Regions from separate parts of the Bicyclus anynana genome. Here region 1 is linked to region 2. A link is a contact called in public Hi-C data. All regions are on one chromosome and are shown on one strand. Each heading gives the region's core, a stretch centred on a gene start, on an enhancer-like site or on the middle of the called end of the contact. The rest is flanking DNA. Distances are from core to core; before and after follow the strand shown.

Evidence for each region. Hi-C and Micro-C count contacts between places; a contact is called where the count stands out from the background.
Region 1: a Hi-C map of whole body shows a contact between it and region 2, with 4 times the contacts expected there. The contact joins the enhancer-like site here to the promoter of LOC112055426 in region 2. A contact is called at or near these places in 2 of 2 Hi-C or Micro-C datasets (whole body and whole larva).

What each region holds. Positions count from the first base shown.
Region 1 is chr14:1,250,363-1,256,950 of ilBicAnyn1.1, forward strand. LOC112055426 (amyloid protein-binding protein 2) reads left to right here. Exons shown (of 13, transcript XM_052885325.1): 4 at 338-464; 5 at 1,048-1,221; 6 at 2,196-2,372; 7 at 3,063-3,270; 8 at 3,735-3,893; 9 at 4,610-4,715; 10 at 5,239-5,384. Among protein-coding and RNA genes, the nearest start is that of LOC112055427, 25 kb to the right of the region's middle. Within about 2 kb of position 3,834, at least 5 of the 8 cell types and tissues checked have open chromatin away from gene starts, as enhancers often do.
Region 2 is chr14:1,193,718-1,200,943 of ilBicAnyn1.1, forward strand. LOC112055426 (amyloid protein-binding protein 2) reads left to right here and starts at 1,675. Exons shown (of 13, transcript XM_052885325.1): 1 at 1,675-1,866. The coding sequence starts at 1,708. LOC112055430 (complement component 1 Q subcomponent-binding protein, mitochondrial) reads left to right here. Exons shown (of 5, transcript XM_024095547.2): 5 at 218-931. The coding sequence ends at 370.

The sequences.
Region 1 (6,588 bases), core at 2,584-5,083, 59 kb after region 2:
TTTGATTCGATCACACAGGTAAACTTCACGCATAGCTCACTCCATCGGCCGCTCAATTACTCTGAGCTTTCTTTTGGTGACCAAGTCTTGGATCCGTAGTATCATCACTGGCAACACGCACTGTTCGAAACTTTCGTCTTTAGGCACTGATAAATTTTGTGACAAATTGTAAAAATAAATTCCTTAATGTTTAGAGAGAAAAATCTTCAAACAGTTCTTGTTTCCAGTGATCATGTATGGAAATCAAACGTGATTGCTAACTATGGGCCTCATAAAATGGCCCGGAGCCACTTAAAGGTTGACATCAATAGACTTGTGCTTGTTGCGATGTCCACAGGCGGCTTCCTGAACGAGGCGGGCTGGTACGCAGACGCGCAGCGCGTACTGCTACGCTGTCGCGACCTGTGCCAGGCGCAGCCGCAGACGGCGCACTACAAGAGGCTCACACTGGAATGCTGCCACAGGTCACTACGCCATATCATCATCATCATTCCATATTCCCACCTAACCCAACCCATATTCGGCTCACTGCTGAGCTTAAGTCTGCTCTCAGAATAAGAGGGGTTAGGCCAATAGTCCACCACGCTGGCTCAATGCGGATTGGCCTAAGTTTATTGTTGATTGGCTTAAGATTGTTAAGAGTATCTTTCATTATAGAAGAGGGGATTTGGTGTTTAAACCAAATAGGCTTTTGACGGCCTCCGTGGCGCAGTATTACCAAGGGTTCGATTCTTTCCTAATTGATCCAGGTCTGGCTAGTGGGAGCCTTCGGCCGTGGCTAGTTACCACCCTTTCGGAAAGAAGGGTCTCACCTTACCATGAGGTCAGATTGTTGTCAGTGGCTAACTTACGCAACTGAAGTCCGAATGGACTCAGATATCTACTGGGACGCAGCTCCTACTGTGGCAACCGATAATAATAATCCGATTCACATTATTGGTTGCCGCATTACGAGACAAGGTCCGACTCCTTAGTCCGAGTATACTCGGACTGTCAACGCAGCACAAAGGTATGCTCCCACTATAACGAAACGCGCAATGTTTCCAGATTGCTCAACACACAATCAGCGTACTGCTGTTTCCCGGCCGCGGCGGAGACGTACGCGCTGGCGCTCAAGCTGCTTGGACTGCCGGAGGACGTGGCCACCAAGCTGCCCGACGACTCCTTCTCCATAGCCGACACCTGCTTCAAGGCGCTGCAGGGTGATGAAGATACGCCCACGTGAGTGTCAACTACATTTTAGGGGGTGCCGCGTTGAGGGCAAAGAGGAATCAGTGAAGCCCAAGGTGGTCAGTGAATTCCTGAAGCCACTTTGAAAGTTAATGAAGAAATGATTTTTTGACGTGGTTCTGAAAACGCCTATTTTCTTGATTTATATACAGCAATAATTTGCGACAGCAGCAAGTATTGCAACAGCTCGTAATTAAAAACCTCAGATTTTGTTTTGTTTACTTGCATTTTCGTGATTCTTCTGGTAATATGAATTTCATCTCTCCTTGCCACATGTCCATACCAAACTATCCCTCATCTTATTCGTCACTGGCGACACTTTCAGACCCCCCTTTAAATATTTTATCCATCCTAGTAACGCTAGACATCCATCTGCCTCTGCCTGCCTGCCTCGCTAGATGTTACTTTTCTGTCAAAGTATATGATCAACGATCTAATGCGATTATAAAAACTGTCTCTATAGAATACATGTTTCATATTTGTAATCGTGTTCGTCGGATAAAGAACTCTGAAAATACTATTTTGAGCATTTGAATGGTGCAAAAATTGTCAACAACTTATAGTTTAGTATAAGACTCTTTTTCTATGAAAAATTACAGACAATTTTGTTTGTGAATTTAGGTGCGATACTAGTCCTTATGTAATTAGTCTGAGATTTCTACATACAACATACATTTTAAATGTAGGATAGGAGGGTAGATGTCTGCTATATTTTATAGCCTCAATAGCTCTAATATATATTATAATAGGGTGGAGGTGGTCTCTAATAATAATAGGGTGGAGGTTCAATCTCCGCCCCGTTGGTCTATTGTCGTACCGACTCTTAATACAGTCTTTCTCGACTAGTTGGAGGGGAATGGGAATATTGGTCATATTTAAAAAGAAAATTTTAATGTACTTTTATAGCAAATACAAAAAAAAATTGGTGCAGTATGTGTTTGATCGAGATCAGTGGTCGTCGGCAGGGCGGGCGCGTGCGCGGAGGAGTGGTGCGGCGCGTGCGGCGCGTGGGGCGGCTCGGCGCTGCTGGCGCTGCTGTGCAAGGAGTTCAGCGCGCTGTTCTTCGTGCGCTGCGACTACAGCGCCGCGCACGCCTGGAGCATGCACGCGCTGGCGCTGCTCACACCGCACACGCCGCCCAAGTGAGTGCGCGCCGGACTACTGGACGATCGCCTTACAAAAGGGCATTGACCTTTCGTTGGGCAAAGCAGGGGTGACAAACTTTTTTTGAGTGTGCCCGCCGACCGTTTTTGCAGGAAGAAAATAGAACGCTTTAAAGCAATGCATACGCCCAGCTCTTTTGGTACGGAGTATAACGCCATCTTATAGTTACTTTTTGAACTAAAACTTCTTTACTAACTAACTTGGACAGTAAGCTAGTCAAAAGCGAAATGACATAAAGTTAAGTTTTAAAAGCGCCATCTGTAGTAACAGAGCTAAACTACGACACAACACAAATAAGCCCAGCGAATCCGTTTAGTCTTATAACAACATAGTTATGAACTAACTGGTAGTAGCTTGTGAAGTAAAGCAATTCCGACAAGAAAGATGGCGCTTACTGTCTGCTGCTTATTTTTAAGTTTCTCTTTCATGTATTACTTTATTTTTGATGGAAGTTTTACTTCAGTCGTTTGGTCTGAAGCAAACTCGTTTTAACACTTGCTCAGTTCACGCTTGCTGTATGAATAAATAGTATAACAGCATTGTTTAGGGTGTGGTCCGCGTGTGGCGAGTATTAATACGTGATAGGCCTTGCCTCCTGCGAGCACTCACGCATTTTTGAAAAAATATTTTATGAATGTTTTCTACACCGGCACATTGACGTCGAACAGGATCACAATCGAAGTAGTCCGCGCGTGCGGCAAGGCGTGCGTGGTGAAGCGGCGCTTCTCCGCCGCGGGGCTGCTGGTGCGGCAGGGCGTGGCGTTAGCGCGCGCGGCGTTCGGCGCGGCGCACCCGCGGTACGCGCACGCGCTCATCGACTACGGCTTCTACCTGCTCAACATCGACTCCATCACGCACAGTGTCGTCGTGTACGAGGTACGTGCGTGTGTGGCGGGGCGCTGGTGCGGCAGGGCGTGGCGTTAGCGCGCGCGGCGTTCGGCGCGGCGCACCCGCGGTACGCGCACGCGCTCATCGACTACGGCTTCTACCTGCTCAACATCGACTCCATCACGCACAGTGTCGTCGTGTACGAGGTACGCGCACGACGTTAGCATCACCTATTGCAGTATCGACCACGCTGCCGTGGCCTGAGACACGGTATGATCACCATGGGGATCATAATTAGGCCGGCGTCGATGGTGAAGGGATATCGTTTGGTGTACTCGGCGACAAACAACCTTGTGGCACTACGTATTATATAGGGCGCAACTGGGACTCTTTTGTACTGTCAGAAATCGATTTAAAGTAAAAAAAACTGCCATATCTGCTGCGGCAGAAGCAGCGCTTCTCTGCGCTAGCGATATCTACCATATGATTGAATCCTGTGGTCTGTTTGTCAGGAGGCGCTGAGCACGCTGCGGCGCGTGTTCGGGCGCAGCAGCCTGCACGTGGCCACGGCGCAGGAGGACCTCGCTTACGCGCTCTACGTGCTGGAGTACTCGTCCGGCCGCTTCTACAAGGCGCGCGACCACGCCGAGCGCGCCATACGCATCATTGAGGTACCGTCATCGGCCTGGTGGTCAGGAGTGACCAACACCACCGGAGTACATCGGTGCTACAATCATTGAGTAAAAAGTAAGACTGTTGCTGTGTTCTGGAACGCACACCGTCTTCATCATCATCACAGCTGATGGATTTCTACAGAATTAGTCTTTTATAGAGAATACTCAAACAAACTTAGCGATTTCTCTCCTTGGTATGGATACGGTTGGGTATTTCTCTTGAACATAACTCAAAGACCTCAGACCAATTATTGTATAGGACCTGCTTCGCTAACGGCTACTTTTCTGTCAAAGTATATGATCAACGATCTAATGCGATTATAAAAACTATATAATCGGTGTTACATAGTTGTAATGGTGTTCGTCGGTTAAAGAGCTCCGTAAAAATACCTTTTTGTGTAATTGAATGGTGTAAAAAATGGGCACAAACTTCTAATTTAGTATAAGATATATACCAAATCTAAGCTCGTTTTCCTCGGAAAATGACAGACAATTTTGTTCGTGACTATGAGTGCGATACAGGTCCTTCTATAATTGGTCTGAATCAAAGACCTCAAAATGGCGCTGTCCCTCTGTCCAACGTGCGAAATCTGCCACAGTTCTCATTCATATAACAATATCTTTGCACCTATCCTGATTGGCCTCCAGTTGCGGACACTAATGTAAAACAGTATTTGCGTCAAAAATTATATATATTGTGTTTTTTTTTTCAGAACCTTGTACCGCCGGACCACTTGTTGCTCGCGTCTGCCAAGCGGGTGAAGGCGCTCATCTTAGAAGAGATCGCACTCGACACGCCCGCGGGACAGGACATGAGAGGCGAGAAAATTGTTTTCAATACTGACTGCTTATAAGAATAAGAAATCTTGAACTACCTGGAATAGATGTATTCCAGTGGCGCTAAAATACTACTAAGTGAAAACAAATAGACAAGATGTCTACCAATAATGACATAGTACTCCCAATCTCTTTCAATACGCAATAAAAGAGCACCGCCATTAGTTGAAATTTGTCTATTTCTATTTACGAGATTATCTCATTGGTAGTATGTTAACACCACTGGAAGTTAGTTTGGCTATTAATGTAGTGGTAAGATAACAGACCGAACGTATTTGTTTCGTTTCGTAAAAGAATCTTCCCTGATCTGATCCCTTAAACCGTGGGTGTACCCACAGTCACAAGTCCTGGGACCAGCTCGAGGTGTTTCCTCTACCAAAAAAATATTGGTACAATCACTGTCGCTGCTACCCATCCCGTCTATGTTTGTCTTTAAGTTACGGATTTGCTTAGAACTGTGATCTGCAATGCTAATTCTTACTAAATATATGAATTGGTTTGTCAGCAGAACCAAGTCTACTGGAGGAGTCGGAGTCGCTGCACAAGGCGGCGCTGGAGCTGAGCATGATGGCGTTCGGCGAGATGAACGTGCAGACCGCCAAGCACTACGGCAACCTCGGCCGCCTCTACCAGAGCATGCACAAGTTCCAGGTGAGTGTGTGTGTGAGCAGGACCAGCTCTGCTGCAGGAGTCGGAGTCGCTGCACAAGGCGGCGCTGGAGCTGAGCATGATGGCGTTCGGCGAGATGAACGTGCAGACCGCCAAGCACTACGGCAACCTCGGCCGCCTCTACCAGAGCATGCACAAGTTCCAGGTGAGTGTGTGTGTGAGCAGGACCAACCCACCACCTCCCATGGCCCTTTCAACCTCTCGGTAATTTGGGCCGAATCGAGGGAGGGCGAACCCGGTACTTGCTCTTTGCGTGTTCCCGGGACGCCTTCTTGACTCCCTACAAGTTATTTTCTCTTTTCGCTCCTTGTCCCTTGATACTCACTCTCCCCCTTCTGGGGCTGGACGACACACGACGTTGAGATCCGCTTGCCCGCCGCGGTCCATGCATCACCTTCGACCGGTGGTCAACGGTCCAGAGCGCTCCGCCTCGCGTGCCACCGATGCGCGAACTCCCGTAGCTTGCCGAAGTTGACCGCCGAGCTAACGAGATCCTGGTAGTACACCGGTCCCGCCTCTTCTCTGACGATCCCTTCCAACATTGCACTCCGGAGGTCCTCGTACTCGCCGCATTCCCACAGGACATGGTGGAGGTCTTCCTCCGCCAGCCCACACACACAGTCGCCAGTCTCGCTGAGGCACATGTCACGCAGGCGCTTCCGGAAGCAGCCGTGACCCGTCAGGACCTGCGAGGTCTCATAGTCCGGCGCGACCCAGGTCGCCCTGAGTCGGCCAGCCACGTCCGGGAAAAATCGACGTAGTTCACTTCCCTTCGTCTCATTCGCCCATCGCTCCTGCCACTCGCGGGTCATGGCCGACCCGATTTCTAGCTTACGCCTGCTCCACTCCCCTTTGGCCGCGGTACTACGCGCCGCATCCAGCCTGGCAGCACGGATCACCTCGAGATCTGCCGGCAACACGCCCGCCAGAACGGCGAGCGCAGCGGCGCTGTTCGAGCGGTAAGCCTTGGTCAGAAGAACCAAGGCCGGCCTTTGGGCTCTGATAAGGGTCGTCCGAACGACGTAGAGCGTTGCCCTCTGAGCCCAACACGCCGCAGCATACACGACCGTCGCTACAAAGGTGCCGTAGTAGAGGATCCGCAGCGCAGGGTACCTAACACCCCATGAGGTAGTAGATACCCGCGAAATCTTGCCGAAGCAGTTCGCAGCGCGCTCTCCGACCGATC
Region 2 (7,226 bases), core at 425-2,924:
AGTCTAAACAGTTTTTTTTCTTCTAATTTATCTGTTTTTACTTTTCTTTATTTAATTAATTTCTTCTGGTGAGAAATTAATTGTTAAACTTTAATTAAATTTTATTTTATTTAAGTTATTTTTTGTGTAAATATTTTTTTTTTTGTAAAAATAACAATATTATGTCTTGAAATAAACCATATAGTGGAAATTAACCTGGGGAATCCTTTTCTTTCAGTACCTCTACGATCTTCTGATGAATCTTCTAGAAGAGAAAGGTGTTAGCAATGAGTTTGTGCAAAAGTTGTCAGATTTTAGTACGGCATATGAACACACTGCATACATAAACCTCCTCGAAAGCATCTCCAAGTTTACTATTGGCAAGCAATAGACAATTTATTTTTTAAATTTTAGTACAAGACAAAGATTATCTGTGACACCCTAAAAAATAGTTTGTTTTTGACTTCAACATGTATTCCTACATTGTTGGTGCAGTGTATTATAAAAATTCGTTTTATTTTGTAATCTAATAAAGCAATAATTGTATTTTGTAATCTCACGGTTAAATGGAAATAGGAAAAAGTTAATACTTTTCATAAATGCATAATGGATATCAAATTTTATTTTTTGTTTGTTAAAAAAATAATTTGAAAGTTGATTTTAAGTTGTTCAAAAGTGTTATAATAACTGACAACTGCCATAAATAATATAAGTTAATTACGTAGCCATAATCCTGTACAGTATAGTGTTTACTTTTTATTTTTAATTGTTTTATACAACTTTGTTTCTTTGGGTTTCACAGATTGGCGAATTTATGTTAACAACAAAATGTAAAGGGAAAACAGCATTTATTTTCCTCTAGGATAGCTTTAAAGAATGATTAGTTTATAACAACACTGTTGTTGTTTAGTGTTAATTGTGTTTTAGTTCTGAATAAATGATATTCAAGTTTTGTGTCGCTTTTTTTTCCTTTTTAACTAGTTTTTAACCAACTTATAAAAATGATCATCAAAGAATTGGGAGCAGAGTGGTGGACATAAGCTCCATTTAACTTCTCCTATAATGGGGGAGTCCTGACCCAGCAGTGGGCCGTTTAAGATTATGATAAATGAACTTAAACAGCCCGAAAGATAAAATAATAATTATTGTAGAGTTTAGTAAAATTTATAATCTGTTGGTTGTTCATTGTATCTCTTGAGGTACTGAAAGGATTTTCATGCGGTTTTCACGATGGACACAGTTTAAAGTATTGTTTCGTTGGGATCAGAAGTATAGAAAAACAACCGTATTTAATTATCATTGGTGTTAAATGTATACGAATGAAGCCGAGTTCTAATACGCGATAGGGTAAACTAAAAATAAACGGAGTTCAAATCAAAATTCCCGCATCCAAGACAATCAGCTGTTACAATATCTGTAACGCCCAATTGGCTATTTGTAAACTTGTTGGTCTCTTTCGCACCCGTTAAGAGTGCACTTGATAATGAGTGTTTTGTTCCTTATCACATGACCCCCAAAATTTTGATAGAATAGATTCAATTTGCTTTAGTCACCATTTTGAAATTCGGTCGGACCAATCGCGGATTGTTTATATTTTTGGCCAACCAATGAAATGCTTCGTATCCAACATGAACATCGTACGATCGCTTGGCAAGTTTGGTGAAAATGTCAATGTGTCAACACGCCGAGCGAAGTGAAATCAGCTGAGTTTTATTTTATCTCGGCAAAATGGCTGACGCGTCGACGTCGGTGCGTGTGAAAAAAATACCCGATAATTTATACGAGGTGTGCTTAACCAATTTAGTGAACTACATACAAAAATCAAAGTGCGAACGGAATGATTTGCGATCTCTCCCGGACACCATCCTCATGGATGTGTATTACAAGGTAAGTGCAACTTCTTATCTGCTCATACAGTAAAAATACACCGTTAGCATATCTGATTTTGCATTTTCACGTGTTTTATTCGGTTTTGAGGCAGTTTATTGTGTGTATTTGTATATTTTTCCTCGTTTTGGGTTCACGGTCATGCCGTGGGCAGTGCGCGAGTGTGAGCGATCACTTTCACTGTTGCAAGATTGATCACATCACAGATCGTCGGATCACATCGTTTCTTTGTTGCGAAACCCATCGCGTTTTGTGTTTATTTAATATTAAAACCCTTTCTCTTTTGTATTTATACATTATACACCTCGATAGCGTCCACAAAGTATCATTGTGTTCCACTGTAACCATATTGTTTGGACGTTTACACATAGTACAATGTTAAAACAGAGATTATTTTAATAGCATAATTAAAGTCATTTGTAAGTAAAAATATTATGTAGATAACAGTGTAATAAACGTACTAAACTACCTCCTCCTAGCCTTTATTTAGTAACTAAAAGGTGAATAAACTTGTAAATAGTGATTTTTATTTGTAATGTAGGTAAATGCACACTTAGCAATGAAGAATTTTCATAATATCTTTTAGCCTAAGAACAAGGGAAAGACGAGTGTAAGAAACAATATGAAATGTTTTTAAAATACTCAGTAGATTTTACATTGATGTTGTGGTTCTAGTGTATAAAAAGTTCATTAGATACAGATTTACAAACTTTACCTCTTTTTGAATCATAAATTTTATAGTATGTCTCAGTAAAATTGGTAGAAGATTCCTTTATTTCTCCATTTCAACAAAACAATGTATTTTAATAAGCTATTTAGTTTTCCTCTTTACATAATTCAGATTCACAGAATGTACCTAACTGTTCCAATAATGTTTAGGTAAATATCATAACAAAAACAATGATGACTGTGCTACAGTGTATGCCTACAACAAACTAATTAAGACATAAATACTGTATCTTTATGATCTATAAACTTTTAGATTGTTACATTTTAAAATTTAACAACATATTTCAAAAAATTTACCAAGTGCAAATTGTATTCTCGCAGGAAGGGTCCTGTACCATTATCTTAAAAACTACAGAAAATTTTCTGCTTTGTCATTTCCTGTATTGTCCCTAAAATATATTTTTTTAGTATCTGATAACATAAATACATCATCTATGAAACTGTCTATCATAGTTCACTAGATAAAGCCAGGTAACAGACTTAAAGATGGACAGACAGAGGCATATCAATAATAGGTGCCCGTTTTACTCTTTGAGTACAGAACTCTAAAACAAGAAAACAATGTAAAACTGCTTGTTGGGCCAGTGGTTAGCCTATGCCACTTCAGATCATGTGTGCCATGATAACCCAGTGGATATGACCTCTGCCTCAGATTCTGGATGGTGTGGGTTTGAATCCAGTCCGAGGCATACACCTCCAACTTTTCAGTTGTGTGCAATTTAAGCAATTAAATATCATGTGTCTCAAACAGTGATGGAAAACATCGTGAGGAAACCTGCATATCAGACAATTTTCTTAATTCTCTGTGTGTGTGAAGTCTGCCAATCCGCATTGGGCTAGTGTGGTGGACTAGTGGCCTAACCCCTCTCATTTTGATAAGAGACTCAAGCACAGAAGTGAGCCGAATATGGGTTGACAATGACTTCAGATCAGTTTAAGCCCTGGGTAAGGCTATATCATCATCATTATCAACCCATATTTTGTTTACAGCACAAGAAGCTCAATAGTCCCCCACGCTGGCCCAATGCAGATTGGCAGACTTAACACACACATAGAGTCCTCACCTTAATCCCAGAAAAAAAAATATTCATGAATTCATGATGCAGATTTTGTATCCACTGAGCCGGCGGGCTGGTATTTAGCCCAGTGGGTAGGATATTTGCCTTTGATTTGGAGGTTCCAGGAATCCAGTCTGGGGCATCTTTTCAGTTGTGTGCATTTTAACAAAATAAATATCAGTTGTAATAAATAAATATCAGTCTTCAAATAGTGAATTAAAAATATTGTAAGGAAACTGTACGAGAAGTCTGTTAATCTGCATTAGGCCAGTGTGGTGTACTATTAGCCTAACCTCTCTCATTCTGAGAGGAGACTTTTGCTCAACAGTGAGCCAATTGTTAACAATAATCATTCAAGTAGAATAAGACAAAAACTATGTATGAGGCAAACCAAGGCAGTGGGTATTTTCCTTCCAAGATATCTTCCAGACTTTGGTGCATCGGACAACAAATATTCCCCATGAAAATTGTCTGACAACTCTACCACTTCTTTATTAGTGGTGAAAAAAGAAACTGTTTTGATTTTGTAAATTTTTTTATTTAATAAACAAATCATACAAGAAGACCACCTCACTACCTGGTTCATAGTTTTGTCGTCTGACTCGTCATAAGTATCACATACACAAAGTTTGAGTGGTCATGAATAAATTTTCTATTTCTGGGTGCCTATTAATATGTTAGGGAACCTCACTGGAGGTGTGAGCAAGTTTTATTGGTATGATTGGTGCAACAAAGAGCGGGCTATGCATCAATTGTTGCACAATCTACAGGCCTTGTCTGGTCGGAGTTATATATACTTATTACATACAAGTATACTTTTGACTTTTGAGTTATATGTTGTTTGTAATATTGTTTACAACTGCCTCAATGGTCTCATGGTTAGCAGATTAGGCAATTGACATCCAGGGTTTGAATTCTGGGTAAAAAAAAAAACAAAAACACCGTTTTTTTACTTGCAAGAATATCACTGTGCCTCAGAGAGCATGTAAAGCCGTCTGACCTACACCTAATTTTCACTGGTCTTGTTGGGCTTCTGACCCAAGAAACTAACACATACACTTATGTAATATATTCTACATTATAATAAAGTGCGGAAAAGGACTAGGAAACAAGAAGATAATAGAGTCGATTGCAATATACTTTGTTATAAATTATTTTAAAAAATCAGTAAAGCCCTACTCAATGTGTACTGTTTACCAACAAACAAATTAATAATGAGTGTATTAATCGCTAGTCATTTCACACCTAATAGTAATTATAATTAACATGTTCTTTTTAATTAATAAAAATAAATCTATTAATAAGCTTAGAACAATCAAATATAGTTAATATATTTTGATTAACATTTTATAAACAAACGATACATTATTTAAAATAAATAAGTTATGAAATAATATGCGTTTTCTACCTACGTAATTAAAAATGAATTTCTAATTTTATTTGTTTTTTTGATAACATCAAGTAGGGGTATAAGATAATTTCCAAACTTAAAAGTAATTGTCACAGAGAGCCAGAATAAACGAGAACATTCAAACGAGGCAGGAGAAACCGAGAGGTTAATGGGCGAACTAATTTATCAGTATTCAGAGTGCACAAGCACTTTCGATAAACGGGCCCATCTGCATGACAAAAGCCTTTCTCGGCAGCTCGATCTTTGCGAGCCGATCGTTTCAACGAATGCATTCCTTCGGAAAGAGAATTTCGAGATGAATTCGTAATCACTATTATTCATATATTCGTAAGCAACTAAAGATATTTTAATAGAGATTGTCACTAACCCGTCAAAACTGAGGCGAACAAAGCGGCTAATTGACCATATTTCATTGGTGCAAGCGGGACATTTGCCAGAGCGGCGAAATGAGGGGCGGTAAAAATTAAGTGTGTCAAAATTGACTTATTCCCCAGCAGACTTATTTTATTTCTTTCAACTAGTTTAGTATTTCTACATAATAAACTAGGCTCAAAAAAACTATACTATTCGAACAATATACTAATATATATATTTTTTTTTGGATTTTTAAAATCACGAACGTCTGGTTATCTCGGGCTTTGGCTCCTAGTGCAAATCGTAGATGTATAAAAGCACTGCCTACCCTGGAATTATTATGAATGTGTATTGAAGAAAGAATTTAGCATTTTGTACAATTTTTAAGTAGAATGAATGCCTACCCTAGTACTGTTTACCAACAAACAAATTAAAAATTAGGGTATAAATCACTAGTAATTTCACATCTAATAATAATTATATTTCAGTTTTGTTAAATTAATGAAAATAAATTTGATTAATAAGCTTAGAAGAATAAGATATGGTTAATATATTTTATATAATATTTTATAAACAAACCATACATAATTTAAAATAAATAAGTTATGAAATGAAATGCGTTTTCTACCTTCATTTCTAATTTCTTTGTTGGTAAACAGTACTCATCAAGAAAGGCTGTAGTATAGTTAAAGACTCTGCTCGCTCCAAAAGCATTTTCACTTTGTGTCAAGACCACAAACGTAACCATCACCGTCACAACTTTTATTAAAAGTTTGCCAGTAAAAAAACAATTACAGTCAATATGAGCCCAGTGGTGGATATGGCGTTGCCAAAATACAGTGTTGTGGTATAATTTACACGCGGAAGAGACGTTAATTATTAGCCGATTCCGATTTTAATGACGGCTTTATGTCAGATTTATTGGCTTTTTATTCAAGGGAAGATTGTATTACTAAGTATGCAGATTATTAAATTATTTTTTTTTAATTAAGGATAAGAATTACAATAATGTCCTCCCGACCAATCTTGAGACGTAAGAGTTATTTTAGTGCACATGAAGTCCTTCGAGTTTTGGATTTGGCTCTGAAAATAGACAATTAAGTTTTTTTTTTAAATTCTCGGTAGTGAGTTGAGAAACTGTTGGTGCTACTGCTACTCCTTGTCTCGGAAAATACGTTATGATGTCGGTCCGGGTCATTATTAATGATCAATCATCCGGCTCTCTGTTGAACACGTGTCTCCTCGCGGAATAAAAGGCGCCTTACAGTTCGTTTCATGTAGGATGGTGCGGGTGACAGTTCGTTTCACTCTTGAAAGTTTGTCGCGATCCACGAAAATAGTACGTACTATGAACGTCATACAGGCGACTGTCACCGTACCCATGCTATCTGAAAAACACTTGTCTACCACGCTGGCCCAATGCGGACTGGCAGACTTCACACACGTAAAGAATTCAGAAAATTCTGAGGTGTGCAGATTTCCTCAAGATGTTTTGCCTTCACCGTTTGTGACACATACGTACGTATTTAATTTCTTAAAATGTTGAAAGTTGCCCCGGACCGGATTCGAACCTACGCTCTCCGAATCGAAAGCAGAGGTCATATCCACTGAGCTGTCACGTCTCAAGTAAAATAATAACAACTATTCAATAGGTATTCTCAATGATAAGATTTGTTACGTCAGAGAAACTGTTTCTTTGACGCATTGAACATGCTGTAGACACGGATAACTTTTATCACTATGTTTATCTGACTACATAATCTGTGCAATCTTCTATTACTTGTAACGGTAAAAAATAACTGATCATA